4 separate regions of the Mus musculus genome follow, and regions 2, 3 and 4 are each linked to region 1. Evidence: chromatin contacts called from public promoter capture Hi-C data. All regions are on one chromosome and are shown on one strand. The core of a region is the stretch at or near the end of the contact, and the rest is flanking DNA. Distances in the headings are between cores, read along the strand shown. Region 1 holds the start of A930018P22Rik (RIKEN cDNA A930018P22 gene). Region 2 holds the start of Elf5 (E74-like factor 5). Region 3 holds the start of Pin1rt1 (protein (peptidyl-prolyl cis/trans isomerase) NIMA-interacting 1, retrogene 1). Region 4 overlaps Tcp11l1 (t-complex 11 like 1).

Evidence for each region. Promoter capture Hi-C pulls out the DNA fragments that hold promoters and counts their contacts.
Region 2: a contact with region 1 is called in a promoter capture Hi-C map of liver, with 2.7 times the contacts expected there. The contact joins the promoter of Elf5 here to the promoter of A930018P22Rik in region 1. A contact is called at or near these places in 2 of 39 promoter capture datasets (the C10 cell line and liver) and 2 of 9 other capture datasets (liver and macrophages).
Region 3: a contact with region 1 is called in a promoter capture Hi-C map of embryonic stem cells, with 3 times the contacts expected there. The contact joins the promoter of Pin1rt1 here to the promoter of A930018P22Rik in region 1. A contact is called at or near these places in 17 of 39 promoter capture datasets (the 3T3-L1 cell line, 3T3-L1-derived adipocytes, HPC-7-derived erythroid cells and 8 more) and 5 of 115 datasets of contacts at active chromatin or transcription factors (bone marrow-derived macrophages, embryonic forebrain and embryonic stem cells).
Region 4: a contact with region 1 is called in a promoter capture Hi-C map of liver, with 3 times the contacts expected there. The contact joins the enhancer-like site here to the promoter of A930018P22Rik in region 1. A contact is called at or near these places in 10 of 39 promoter capture datasets (the 3T3-L1 cell line, 3T3-L1-derived adipocytes, the C10 cell line and 5 more), 1 of 15 datasets of contacts at CTCF or cohesin (large pre-B cells), 16 of 484 Hi-C or Micro-C datasets (B cells, the Ba/F3 cell line, the G1E-ER4 cell line and 9 more), 2 of 115 datasets of contacts at active chromatin or transcription factors (embryonic basal ganglia and kidney) and 1 of 9 other capture datasets (embryonic stem cells).

Annotation. Positions count from the first base shown.
Region 1 is chr2:104,121,057-104,124,543 of GRCm38.p6, forward strand. It overlaps A930018P22Rik (RIKEN cDNA A930018P22 gene), which reads left to right and starts at 1,713. Exons shown (of 2, transcript NM_026634.2): 1 at 1,713-2,273; 2 at 3,433-3,487. The coding sequence starts at 1,775.
Region 2 is chr2:103,422,246-103,425,732 of GRCm38.p6, forward strand. It overlaps Elf5 (E74-like factor 5), which reads left to right and starts at 1,823. Exons shown (of 7, transcript NM_010125.3): 1 at 1,823-1,943.
Region 3 is chr2:104,714,751-104,718,237 of GRCm38.p6, forward strand. Pin1rt1 (protein (peptidyl-prolyl cis/trans isomerase) NIMA-interacting 1, retrogene 1) reads right to left here and starts at 1,540. Exons shown (of 2, transcript NM_001033768.2): 1 at 1,335-1,540; 2 at 1-52. The coding sequence starts at 35.
Region 4 is chr2:104,687,188-104,690,674 of GRCm38.p6, forward strand. It overlaps Tcp11l1 (t-complex 11 like 1), which reads right to left. Exons shown (of 10, transcript NM_177190.5): 6 at 3,307-3,443; 7 at 1,191-1,387. Among named protein-coding and RNA genes, the nearest start is that of Gm6306, 21 kb to the right of the region's middle. Within about 2 kb of position 1,659, at least 37 of the 459 cell types and tissues checked have an H3K27ac peak or open chromatin away from gene starts, as enhancers often do. A contact at or near this core is called in cerebellum and liver, where this site is marked.

The sequences.
Region 1 (3,487 bases), core at 463-2,962:
AAAGAGCCAGCCTGCTGCCAGGAAGAGGGACTTGAAGATCAGAGGCCAGGAAGACAGCCGTAGCCTTGCCATGGTGGGACACAGAGTCCCTTATAAAAACAGGTTCTTGATGTCACAGATGAAAGAATTTTAAAAGCAAGACACAAAAGGGAACTTGAGGGCAATGTATTGGAGTTAGAAAGAGAAAACAACAGGTCATGCAGCGGGAGGGAAAGATGCCCTCTTTGGTTCACAAGCCAGAATGTGCCCATGTTCACCAGCGACCATCTGCAAGCAACTAGATGAGGGGCAGATGATGACATATATAAATATTTCACTAACGGGAAAGCTGCTCTTGAGCACACCTACTTTATATTTCATCATTTAGCTCAGGTTCCTCTTGTTTGAGTAATAAAATATCCTTTGCTCTTTGATGCAGGAGGTGGAGGAGGGGCTCAGACCTATTTTACAAACAACTAAACAGTGCTATTGAAATGGGTTAGTCCGGTACGAGCATTGAGTGCTCCTGCAGAAGACCCTGATCTGATACAGTCTCCGGCACCCATATCCTCCTGACCTCTGTGGGCATCTGAGTGCACACACACACACACACTCATGGTTCCACACACAATAAAACTTAAAAAGGAAAAGAGAGAAAACATGTACATGTCCAGCGACATGCTAGGCATGGTGATGCTCGTCTCTGACGCCTGCCAGGTAAGAGAGACAAGAGGATTGCTGGAATTATGTGGCCGACCACATGGGAAGTTCTAATCCAACTTGGGTTACACAAAAGCAAACAACCAGCCTCTCCTCCAAGTCAAACTGCTTGCCCAAGACTAGCAGTCTGGATATCAGACTCCATCTTTTGCTGCCCCACCCCATGTATTTAGCACATATCTGTATACACAAGTTCGCTCACGGAGCTGAGCCTGCGCTTCCATGACCTCCAACCCTCCCTGCTCATTCCTGCAGGTGATCATTAAAAGAGTAAGCAGCCTGAAGGAAATTGACTTCTCCTTAGTTACTGGCTCATAGTTCATAAAAATGAGCTGTACATGTCTCTTGGACAGAACATCCAGTTCTCAGGGATGGGTGTGGTGTTTGAGGTGGGCCCCATAATTTCCTTTTGGTGTTTTGCTGCCTGTCAGCTCCTGATAACTTATGTGTTCAGAAGAGAATTAAACTGCATTTCATAAAAAAAAAAAAAAAAAGTTGTTTGCCTCAGGGTCATTACAAACTCAGACTGCTTCCCCATTTCCAGAATATTCCATAGCATCTCTACATTTACCAGAAAAATTTCCTTTTCTCCCTCTGTAGAGAATGAAGTCAGCCACACATTTTTTTTCAGTTTCTAAATAATGAGTCAAGATTGCTAGGACAAAGGGTCTGGTTGTTAGGAAATATTTTCCACTCCCTGATAAAAGGAGAAAGCTGAATTTCTCTCTCAGCCTCGGCCAACTCTGTGTGCAGTATTAGCAGCAGAAAAGAATTGAAGGCTTCTGGGAGGAGTCTAGGGCCCGAGACTAAAGTGTGCCTGGGCTATTTTGGGGCGGGTAGTGCAGGGCAGCAGCTGCACCAAAAGAGGTCAAGGACGATAGCTTTGCCCGAAGCTGACTCGTGGGGCGGGGCCTCTGCTCTCCAGAGCTCCGCCTCCTAGGGGCGTAGCTAGAGCGAAGGGTGGGGCCACGCTCCGTCGGGGCGGGGCCTGTGGAATCTCCGAACTCCTAGACACGGGGCTTTGGCGCGCGTCTCCCGGCGCGGGGTTCCTCTCACGCAGCCTCCCATTCAAAAGATGCCGAAGGGGCGGCGCGGCAGCCAGAACCCCAAGATGAGCCAGCGGCCGGCCCCGCCCCTCTACTTTCCGTCGCTCTACGACCGGGGCATCTCGTCGTCTCCGCTGAGCGATTTTAACATCTGGAAGAAGCTCTTCGTGCCGCTGAAGGCGGGCGGGACGCCGGCGGCCGGGGTGGCAGGAGTAGCGGGGGTCCGATCCCTGCCTCTGGCACCCCCAGCTACGGTGCCGCCGCCGCCGCCTGGCCTGGGTCCCCCCAGCGAGCGCCCGTGTCCTCCTCCCTGGCCGTCCGGCCTGGCTTCTATTCCCTACGAGCCTCTGCGCTTCTTCTACTCGCCGCCTCCAGGCCCCGAGATGGCAACTTCGGCCCTGGTCCCCGGCTCCACGACCCCCTGGCTCGCATCCGCCTCCCACCCTGAGGAGCTGTGCGAGCTAGAGATCCGGATTAAGGAGCTGGAGCTGCTCACAATCACTGGGGACGGCTTCGACTCCCAGCGCTGTGCGTGACTGCCAAACGAGCCCAATCCTAGCTGCCTTAATTGCCCCCTAGAGTCAGGCAACAGAATGTGACCCCAGCCCTAGGAGTTCCACCCCCAAATATCTGTCCTCCAGAGGTTCAGACCCCCACGTGCTGAATTTCAACCGACCCCTGCCTCCCCACACACCTGAGCTATTCAAGCCCTTTAGTTTTAAACCCTTAGGGGCTAGCCCTTGAAGTAATTTGACACTGACTCTTCACACCTGAAGCACACTCTTCTTAAATTTAGCAGTCCTACACAGTAAGACCACATTTCTGTAATCTAGAGCTCCACCCACAACAGGCTCCCTATCTCTAGAGACATTAATCTTCAGTATTCAAATCTTAAGCTGGGTCTGTGGGTGGAAGGAGATCATAAGAATCGCCCAGACCTTGAAGCCCCACAGTCATTCACTGAGGAGCCTTGGCCTCTGCCCTTCCCTGGGCCCCAAACCCTCGGACAAGATCTTGGACTTTGACATCTGGTCTAAAGTCTGAGGTTTTGGGGATCCACATCAGAGCAGAACAAGTGCTGATGTAAGCAGGAATCCTCTGGTATATGAACAGATGCCTCTCTAGCGGACAGTAAGGCAGTTAGAGCCAGCCATATTTCCAGAAGGACTAATTAAATTGCTCAGGAATTAGTAGCCTGAGGCTATCCTGATTCACCCCCTGTTCTAAGGCTTGAATTGGACTATTAGAGGAAGGCACATGGCTCTGGAAAGATAATTTCACCTCTGCAGCACAACAGGTTAAATTGGTCCTCTCTGCCACATAGTGGGGTGAAGTATGAAAAAAAAGATACACGTAGGTATGCATGGTCATTGGGATGCTCTCTAATTCATCTCTGCAGGAGACATACATAGCCGCGGGAGGAAAAAGTCCCCAGAAATGGCCTTTTCAGATGTGTGAGTTAGATAAGGTTGGGCTTCTAGGAGATTTTAGGGTCGTGCATAATTACTTCTCAGAATCTTGCTCTGGAAGTTAGTAAATTGCTTCTCAGGGTGTAGATGGTACATGCCTGGAATCCCAGTACTTAGGAGGCTGAGGCGGAGGGATCAAGAGTTCCAGAGCCACCTGGAGCTATATAGGAAGACCCTGAAAACCCAGCCACAGCTGAGTCTGTTTTGCTCTCCTACAGATAAATTCCTGAAGGCGCTGAAAGATGAAAAATTACAAGGACTGAAGATGAGCAG
Region 2 (3,487 bases), core at 573-3,072, 700 kb before region 1:
TGCTGTGGATAAAGCACTTCCCTCCCCAAGCCTTGAGTTCAGTCAATCTCTAGAACCCAAATTAAAGAAAAAGCCAGGTGTAGCAGGGCAGGCCTGCAATCCCAGGACTAGAGAGGCAGAGTCAGGAGGAGCCTGGAAGCTTGTAACCCAGCTAGTGTAGCTAAATCAGGCTCAGCAATAGACTGTGCCAAAAGCAAAGAGGAGAGGCTGGAGAGATGGCTCAAAGTTTGCTGCTCTTGCAGAGGACCCAGGTTCAATTCCCAGCACCCACGTGGCAGCTCACAACCGTCTGTAACTCCAGTTCCAGAGGATCTGACCCTCTCACATACAGGATACAAGTAGGCAGAATACCAGTATGCATTAAAAAAAAAAAAAAAAAAAAAAACATGTTTTAAAAATGCCTAGTGATACAGGGTCTCATTGTGTGGATCACCCTGGGTAGCCTAAAACTCACTGTGTAAATCAACCTGGCCTCAAACCCACAGATATCTGCCGCCTGAGTGTTGGGATTAAAGGCACTGTTAAATCCAACAAAATGATTAAATAAATAAATAAATAACTTAATCCCGTTTTCTCCTATTACTGTTGGGAGAATTCTGACCCAGAAAAGCTGGCTCTCCCACCTAAGGTCCCAGAGCCAAGCCAGAGCCTCAACAGGCCACTTATCTTGCCCCGACTATTTTTCCATGATGACACATGACTCCTCACATGAACTGCCTTTTGTTTCTTCACGCCGTTCGGGTGTTTGGATTTGAGTGTTTGTGCCTATGCCCAGTGTTCCCAAGAAAACCTAACCAACCAGTCAATCTCTGCTTTCCACTTCAAGATCACAGAGTCTGCAGTTTGAGCACCTTGGTGTCTTGGCTGCCTGAGATTGAGAGAGGAACGGAACCCACGAAAGGGGGTTATGAACACTCCTCCCAGATGACTGCCTAGGCCGTCATTTAGATTTGAGAGATGTCCTAAAAACTGGGTAGTTCTCAGTGAGACAGCTGACAGCTTGCAAGCCAATCAGGACCCCCCGCCCCCGTGTTGTTCTGGATGTTTGACACTGCAGCTCCACGATCCCTTCATATCGCCATTTCTAAAACAGAGGACACTGGGAAAGGGGGAAAGCTGTCACATGGCTCCTGTATTCAAACATGGCGCCCTTTGGGTGCTTAGAGTGGAAAGGCCAGTGAAAGCACTGCTCCCTGACTCTCTCCCTGCCCCCTGATCGGAAGGTCCCCACCAGGATCAATAGAAGGAAATATGTAGCGCCCAAGGACAGGCTTCCAGGTGATTGGCTGACATTACCAAGTATGGCCTTCCCAGCAACCCAAGGACAGATTCCATTATTGCATTAATCTGATGGATCCCGGATATGCTCATTAACTTATTCACAGTAATGCAGCCAGAAAATGACCGGCTCAGAATTTGATCCCTGAAGCACCTTTATTCTTTACCACTTCTTGGCACTGCTCTTCTTTCCTAACACGCACAGAATAGGGGATAACACTACATACAGAGGTTCGGGACTTGGCCAGCCCAGGCAAAGGCTGCAATGAACAGACACCAGGCCTGAATTTCCTTCCCTCCAGCTTGCTCAACGGAGACTGCTCCAGCCAGCACTCCACTTATCCCCCCGGGGGCAAGAATTCTCTGCTCATTTCCTGGGTCCCCTCGGTGGGTGGTGGGAGCTGGGCACAAAAGCAGGAGAAAGGTAAACTTTCTGCATGTGAAAACCACCCCCCACCCCCGAGGAGCCGTGTCACACCGTATGTCACCGTCATCAAAGGGGCTGTGCATAAACCTGAAAAACCAAACGGACCTGTCTGTAGGTGTCACTTATATCACACGGCTACAGGTGCCTTTATTTCTACAGTCCGCTGGTGCTGGGAGCGCGCTTGCCTTCTCTTGCCTTGAAAGCCTTCTGTCTGGACCTAGCCACCACTTGTCTTCACGTAAGCAGCTTTTCTTTGCTCTTTTGAATGAATTGAAAGGGGGTGTCGGGGCTCAGAGACTTAGCTGGGGCCTGGGACTGAGTCTCTGTTTCCAGCTCCCACGGCAGCCCCTCCGTGAGGAAGCCAGAGTGCCTCCTCCGGGGGTGTTTGACTCAGGTTTGACGGCTTGCCGGAGAGATTTTTTTTTGTCTCCTCCGGGAAGGTGGCCACCCACCCTCTTCACCGGCCCCCACTTCCTCTGGTTCCACTAAACCAAAGGCAGCTGAGAGAATGTGTACAGGCGCTTAAATCTCTGCCCATCCTTTAGCTGCCTTTAGGAGGAAGCCGGATTCTGCACGGATAGCCAGCTCAAGAAAAACCCACCACCTCCCCCAACCCTGGCCTCACCCCTCAGTTCTTTGGAGGGCCTGCTCACCAAGCTGCCCCTCTTGATACAGAGAATGGTATTCTTACTGTTTAAGGCTTTTTTTGTTTTTGTTTTTGTTTTTTTAAGGAGTTTGTACAAAATAGTTTAAAGGAATCTCATTTGGCCCTCCCACAGCCCCTTAGGACAGAGTGCTTCCAGAAGAGAAGTGGCTAGGGTTTTTTTCCACTGTATTCTCAAACCTTATCAGTCTGTATGCGTTCAGGGGTTTGTGCGCATTTGCCCCCTACTGGCAGCAACTGGAAACACATGCTCTCCCGCATCTGCGTTAAGGTAGGAGAATTTAAGACAGAATAGGGGTCCTAGATCATTATGCACTTAGTCTCCATTTTACAGATGGGGCAACTGAGGCACAAGAAGGCCCGGTAATTTATAGAGATGGTTTTGTGTGGTAGTCCAAAGACTCAGACCCAGGCTGTTACACGTGCTCATCCACACGGAAAGCTTCATTCTCCTGCCTTCATTCTCTCGGCAAGGGTCTTTCTATGATTCAGTGTATTGGGGACAGCAGCTTTTACAGTTTGGTTGCCTCCTCTTCTCAAAAGTCTTCAGAGTGAAACTTTTTAGCTACTCAATCAATGTTCACTGATTTTATTAAATCCTCAGGACGCTCAGCGGACTGTGTGTTGAGATGTCCATTTTAAGGATTCGGAAGTAGGTTATCAGAGATGGTCATGAGTACTTACAGATTAGCAGACCAGGATGGGGAAAAAAATCAAAACTTTTAGCACGCCTGCAAGAAAGTCAGAGGTTGCAGCAGGCTAGGCAGGAATTGTGCCCTCCGTCGCTTGCTTTGTGACTACCGCAAACAACACTCATTCTCTGCGTCTTTAACCTAAAACTTGTGATCTTCCGATCGAAGCCCACAGCTTCCTTCTATGATGTTTTAGAAAAATATAGCTTAAAAAAAAAACCAAACAAATGAAGTCCTAAATGAGCTGAAGAAAAATGAAGTATTGCTCAATAAGGCACTGGCGAGTTGGCTCCCACAATGCAGTGGTTGCTTTCAGAACAAATACTCAAGAACCCAACCCACAAGCCCTCCACTGCTGCAAGTGTTGAAACCCCCACTGAGCCCTCTGCAGCCACCCTTCTTAAAGAGCCCCGAAGGGTGGGAAAG
Region 3 (3,487 bases), core at 290-2,789, 590 kb after region 1:
TTCTTCCAGCCGGGCGGCAGCTTCTCGTCTGCCATCTTCGCTCAGGAGTAACCTATAAAATGAGGGTTTATTTAAATAACTAGAGCAAATGGAGGGGAATAATGGTTTCAAACATAAAACACATGTAATTATTACTAAAGATTTAAGCTTGAGCCTCACACACTAAATATAAATATATATGAACACACCACCCTGGGATGCCTAGATGGCTCAGCAAACTTTTGACATGAAAACCAGGCAACCTGAGTTGATTCCTAGAACACACCAGTTAAGGTAGAAGGAGAGAACTGACTGCATACAGTTACACTCAGATCTCAACATGAGCAGTGGCTGGTGTGTTCACATACAATACAGCAGATTAAAAATAAAACAATTCCCAGATGGTTCACTTTAGGAGAATACAACTAAAGAAAGATATTCAACTAATTGAACATTCAATTCTATCTGAATTCAGACTACTGTGCCTAGTTTGCTTTTGTGGGGGATTTGTTTGTTTTTGCTTTTTGAGAAGACCTCTCACTGTGTTGCTAGCTCTTGGCTGGCCTGGGACTCCCTATGTAGATCAGGCTAGCTCTAAATTCACAGAGCTCCAATTGCCTCTGTCTCCCAAATTCTGGGATTAAAGGCATATGCCACCATGCTCAGCTGAAGCAGAAATTCTAAAACTGTATCATCTAAAATCTATTATCAGTAATTCCAGGCAAGAATAAACTTCCCAAGTGATCCAAACATGAAAGCCAGAATGGAACACAGACATACCCTTAGAGAAATCTACCTTCCTTGGGGTTTTAAAACTAAGTAAAAAAAAAAAAAAAAAAAAAAAAAAAAAAAAAAAAAGGCTGGGCGTGGTGGCGCATGCCTTTAATCCCAGCACTTGGGAGGCAGAGGCAGGCGAATTTCTGAGTTCCAGGCCAGCCTGGTTTACAGAGTGAGTTCCAGGACAGCCAGGGCTACACAGAGAATCCCTGTCTCGAAAACAAAACAAAACAAAAACAAAACACTAAGTCTTCCCTGAAGAGGCTAGAGACAACACCAAGACCATTCCATTTTATCTGGGACAATTCATCTGGTTTTTGTTTTGTTTTGTTTTGAGACAGGGTTTCTCTATGTAGCCTTGGCTGTCCTGGAACTGGTTCTGTAGCCCAGGCTGGCCTCGAACTCACAGAGATCTTGTCTGCCTCCGGAGTGCTGGGATCAAAAGCATGCGACGCCACTGCCCAGCTAGGATGATTCATCTGTAATCTTTTGATACTTAAAAGGTTCCCTTTAAATATAAATGTTCATACATGGGCCGGTTCGATCTTTGACTGTAAGGACTGGAAACTCAAACTAACCTTGAGATAAAGTGAGCTCAGCGCCAGACTGCAGTGTGGAGAGAACGGTAACAGCTGTCCCGGAGGTAGACTGTTGTCACCCCCTTGGGACACACAGGATCCCTCTAACTGTTCCTTGTTTCTGGTTTCTTAGTGTTGCTCCCTTGTGTTTTAGATCTAGTCAGTGTATTAAGCAGGGTTCTCCAGAGTCACAGAACGTATGGAAAGTCTCTATATAGTAAGGGAATTCGTTATAATGGCTTACAGTCCGTAGTCCAACTCCCCAACAATGGTCAGCTGTGAATGGGAAGTCCAAGGATCTAGTAGTTGCTCAATCCCATGAGGCTAGTTGTTTCAGCTGGTCTTCTGTAGAAGTAGATTCCCACAGATGGTGCTAGTAAGTAAACGAAAGCAGGCAAAGAGTGAATTTTCCTTATGTAGGCCTTCAGCAGAAGGTGTAGCCCAGATTAAGGGTGTGTACTGCCATGCCTAGATCTGGGCCTTGATTTGTCCCAGGTTGACTTTGAATTTAGAGATCTCCTTGCCTTAGTCTCCTGGGATTAAAGGCCTGTACTACCTTGCCAAGGCCTAAGCTTTTTATAGCCACTATGCCTCAAAATCTCCATGTCAAGGTCCAGGTGAGAAACTTGTGTCTTCCAGCCTCAAGATGTGGATCACAGGTGTGCCCTCCAGATCTGGATTGTAGTTCGTTCCAGATGTAGTCAAATTGACAACCTGGAATAGCCATCACAGCCCGGTAGAATTTGGATTTGCATAAAACCTAGCTCCTTAGTCTGCAGGAGGTTGCCTTTGGATGGAGTGCTCGTCCACAGACGACTCTGCTGAGCAGAGGTCAAGTTTACAGTCACCTAAGCACTGAGCACACAGGTGAGATGGGTCCCTTAGCAGGATCTGAGGAAGACTGGGTGAGAGCACGGAGCTAACAGCGAGGACAGTGACCCAGCATGGTTCTCCAAGGTTTTCAGAGTAGCACTGGTCCTATGGTTTGAAGTTTATAATGTCTTCAGAAAATGACAGCTCTACCATAAAACCTCCTATTCTTGGGCTGATCACCTGGCTCAATGGGTAAGAGACTGCTCAAAGCCTGGCAGCCTGAGCTTGGTCCCCAGGCTCCACAAGGCGGAAGAAACACACGAAGACTGGCAGTTGTGCTGACCTTGCCGTGCCCATTGCATCACACACACAAATGTTATATAGTTTCTAAAAATCTTAGTAAGTTTAAGGTAAGCTCCCTGCTCCAACCCCAGACACTATCTTGCTGTGTAGCTCAGGCTGGCCTGCAACTCACCATCTTCCCATTTCAGCCTCTGAAGTATTGGAATTAGACACAGGACACATCACAGTTGGCTTTTAACTGTGACTATTAGAATGTTTTCCGTGGTCTGACCATTCTGTTAGAATGTTCCTTCCTGAAGCATGAGCAAGTGCTGGGGCCATGGCTCAGCAGTTATGAGTACTGGCTGCTCTTCTAAAGAGGACCTGGGCTTGCTGCCCAGCTTCCACATGGCAGCTCACAACTGCCTAGAACTCCAGTTCCAGGGGATCTGAGCCCCTCTTCTGACCTCAGTAGGCCTCTCTCTCTCACTCTCTCTCTCTCTCTCTCTCTCACACACACACACACACTGTGCACAGGCATACAAAATAAAAGAAATAAAAAGAATGAACAAGCATGGCATGGTGGTACACATCTTTAATTTAAAAAATTTAAGAACTCAGGAGGCAGAGGCAGTTGGATCTCCAAGTTTGAGGCCAGCCTGGTCTAGAGTGAGTTCCAGGCCATCCAGGGTTACACGGGGAACCCATGGCTTAAAAAGCCAAAACCACAAAAAAGAAAAAGAAAAAAAAAAAAAAGCCTGAGCAGTGCTAGCAGTTAGAAACTGAATGTTCCCGTCTTTTCCAGAAGGTGCTAGTTCCAGTAGCCAAAGACTCATGCTTTAACTATGTGCAAAACAAAGATTGTAGACCAGATAGTGTGCAGCCGCTCTGCCAACTATGTGCATCTCACCAGTTTCAGTAGCCTCGATCTGAAAACTTCCTCTCACACTTAAGTCATGATCTTTCACCACTTTTTGTTTTTAAAGGTCTGTTTTAATGTGCATTGGTGTTTTGCCTATGTGTATGTCTGTGTCAGGGTGCCAAATCCCCTGGGATTG
Region 4 (3,487 bases), core at 409-2,908, 570 kb after region 1:
CGTGGCAAGACTTGACTTCAGGATGCAGAAGACTGCCAATAACAGACATGCAGTCCCAGTAAAAACCACCATCTTCCCATTGTAAGAGAAGTGTCAGGTCGAGAACTTCCCTCCAGAAGATCTCATGCCACTACCCAGTGTCACAATTTCTAACAAGCCAACACCACCTTTAGGTCCCCTTTAGTACCAACAGGGAACTCAGGCAAGAAGGGAAGCTTACAGCTCTTGAAAGGAAACACAGGGGCCATGACAGAGACGTTTACAGAAGCTGCAGGTCTGAAGCTGAAAAAAGGAACAAGTGCTCTCAAAGAAGACAGAGGAAGCCACACACCAGCTTAGTTTCTGCCAGAGAAGTGGGGAACCCCTCATTAGTCATCCTCTTGAATGGTTCCTGCAGCTAGACCTGCTTAGGATAATGCTCACCGTGGGAGTGGCAGAAGTTTCTGGAGAGCAAGCTGTGAAACAAAACCAGGGTTTTTTGTTTGCTTGTTTGTTTGTTTTTATGGTTTTTTATTTTATTTATTTATTTATTTATTTATTTATTTATTTTTGGTTTTTTGTTTTTGTTTTTTCGAGACAGGATTTCTCTGTCTGAACTATCTCCAGAACTCACTTTGTAGACCAGGTTGGCCTTGAACTCAGAAATTAAGGATGTGCAACACCCATACACATCTTTTCTTTAAAAAAAAAATCATGACAAATTGAATAAAAACAGTGTACTCATATACATTAAATAATCTTAAAAAACAAACAAACAACAAACAATAAGAACTATCCAGAACAGACAAATATGGAAAGCAGAACTGAAAGGAGGAGAAAAGTCCGCTGGCTAACGATGCTGCCAGGGGGACTGTATAAGTCTGAAAATATACCAGAAAGCACGGAGTGACACATGCTAAGGAGGAAAGGACAGGCAGATCTCCACAAGTTCAAGACTACCCAGGAATGCATAGCAAGCTCCAGGACAGCCAAGGGTACATGGAAAACCCCTGTCTCAAAAACACAAAGGGAGGAGAACAAGAGAGAATGATGTGGGAATGGAAAAGAAGGACCACATTGCATATTTTCTCATATGTAGAATGTACACATATGTGCTAGAACAATAAGAGTCTTTAAAAAAAACAACAACAAAAAACCAACTGTGCCCCTTGAGACAGCGTGTGAATGGCTAAGGTGCCCACAGCACCTACCTCAGGGAAAGGTCTCTGGAAGTGGTCCCATTTCAGAAGCTTCAGGTAGGCGAAATTCTGGACAGAAACAGGGGTCAGGAGTGGGGCATCCCCAGAGCCAGCAGCGCCTCCCCCAGCTGGCAGGGCATGTTTGTACTTCTGACTCAAAAGGTCATTTGTGGCCTCTTCCAGCCACTGTGTGGCAAAGTCCAGGGAGTCTGGAAAACAGGGCTACACTCATCACCCTGACATTTGCAGGGACACTTCTTGGAATTACCTTAATGAAGAGAGTTTCTCCAGTGAAATTCAAGGTAGAGAATGAACTTTGAAACCCACAGACTGAATCCAAATCACCATATTGCTTTTCGATAGCTTCGTGACCTCAGACAAATCTCAACAGAAGATTCCTGTCATAAAGAAATGCATGACACCTGCCTCACGGCTGACATTGCGAGAACCTGGCCTGGCCTGGCCTGCTTCCTTCCTACCTACTCTTTTCTCTAGTAGTGAGCACATTCGAGGTGGCTGGAAGACCAGATTGACTGCAGCTCGGAGGGATGCTAAAAGTTCTGGCTCACAGACAAACAGGACAAGACACCAGCTGGAGTCCCTTTGTTTAGCAAAGCATTTACACCGAGGGCTAGCCTTGTTTCTGGTGTGACTCACGCAGTGGGAGCATGTCAACGGGGCCCTCAGATGGCTTTCAGTGGCCTTTATGTCCCCTCTGCTTTCCTTAGTAACACATAGGTACCTATCAGAACACCAGTGTCCTCCACATTCTGAGTAGAAAGTGCTCCTTGAGAGAGGTGCAGCCCTGGTGGAAGCTCCTTCAAACCAAGCAGGAGCTGGGGTTTCAGCCACTGTCAGCTCCTCCCTGGTGCTGCACCTCTGTTCTCCTCACAAAGTTCTCAATTTGGTCCTGACTGCTGATATACAGCCTTCTAGAGACAGGCTTTCTCTGTGGCATTCAGGCTTTGGAAACCTTGGAGAGGTGGACAAGTGACTGTGATGTCTCTAGGTAGGCTCCTACGCAGCAACGATTCTTTCAGGGCAGCTGAGCTTCTGGCACCTGACTCTGCCACGCTCTTTAGCCTAGAAGACCGTGACCCCAGACAAACTGAAATGTGTCAGCCAATCTTCGCCCACTACTTCTACTCTCCCCTCTTTCCATTCCTCCCAGCCCCAAGCTTCCATATAAGGCTGCAGGAATTAACTTCCTTCCATGGCCACTGAGTTAACCAACCTGGTCAGGCAACAAGATCTATTCAGACTGCCATTCCCATCTCATCAGCAAAGCTATGCTACCTGAAATGCACCACCGCATGGCACCTGGAAGCAGCCTACAAACACAGCTATACTAGACTCAGTCAGTTGTTTACCTGAAGTCACGCGAGGCTTGTAAAAATGAAATTTTCTTCCCAGCACTTGGGGAAGCAAAGACAGAAAGACTGTCATAGTTTAAGGCCAGCCTGGATTTCACAATGAACACCAGGCCACCTGGGCTGCAGAACAAGACCTGGTCTCAAAAACAAAACAAAAGCTGGGTATGGTGGTGCAAGCCTTAATCCTGCCACGGGAAAGGCAATGTGCACTCTACCCAGAGCTGTAAGTATTTTGAGACCCTGACACAGAAACAAACACAAAAAAACAACCAACCAACCAACCAAACAAACAAAAAACCCCACTAACCATACACCACCACCAAGCTGTGAAAGCTGCCCTTTCCTGGTTGTGAATTCTGAGTTATGAATAAGGAAAGAGGCAAAGTGACACTCCCTGCCGTTCCGATCAGCAGGAGAAAAGCTAATTAACAGAGATTTGTCATCAAGGACAAAAATCAAGACCTGAAATATAATTTAGCTGAAACTGATGTTTTCCTTTGGGAAAACAAAAAATTTAATCTAGTAATTTTCATTTTTTCCATTTTTACTCTCAGGTCCTACCCACATAGCTCTTGTCAGCTGAGTTTACTCCTCGTTATTTTGTTTTTGATGATTAACAGCATCCCGGGCTTTTCCTTCCTCAAAGCACACTACCTCCATCCATTCTCGCCCTGGGCTCCAAACAGTCACTGGCTTTTATGAAACGTGTACAAGACAAAAGCTGACTGATGAAAAATGCCAACAGAGCTACTCACTCGGCTGCCTCTCCAGCACTTCCTGAAACTTCCTCCTCTCATACTCGACTGACTGCTGCATGAGGTGCGGCCTAATGCTACTGATGGCGAAGTTGGCCATGTCAACTTTCATTAGGTCCAACACAGAAAATATTGCCCTGAAAAAGAGAGAAAATGTTTAGAAGCAGGCAGTCATGATGCC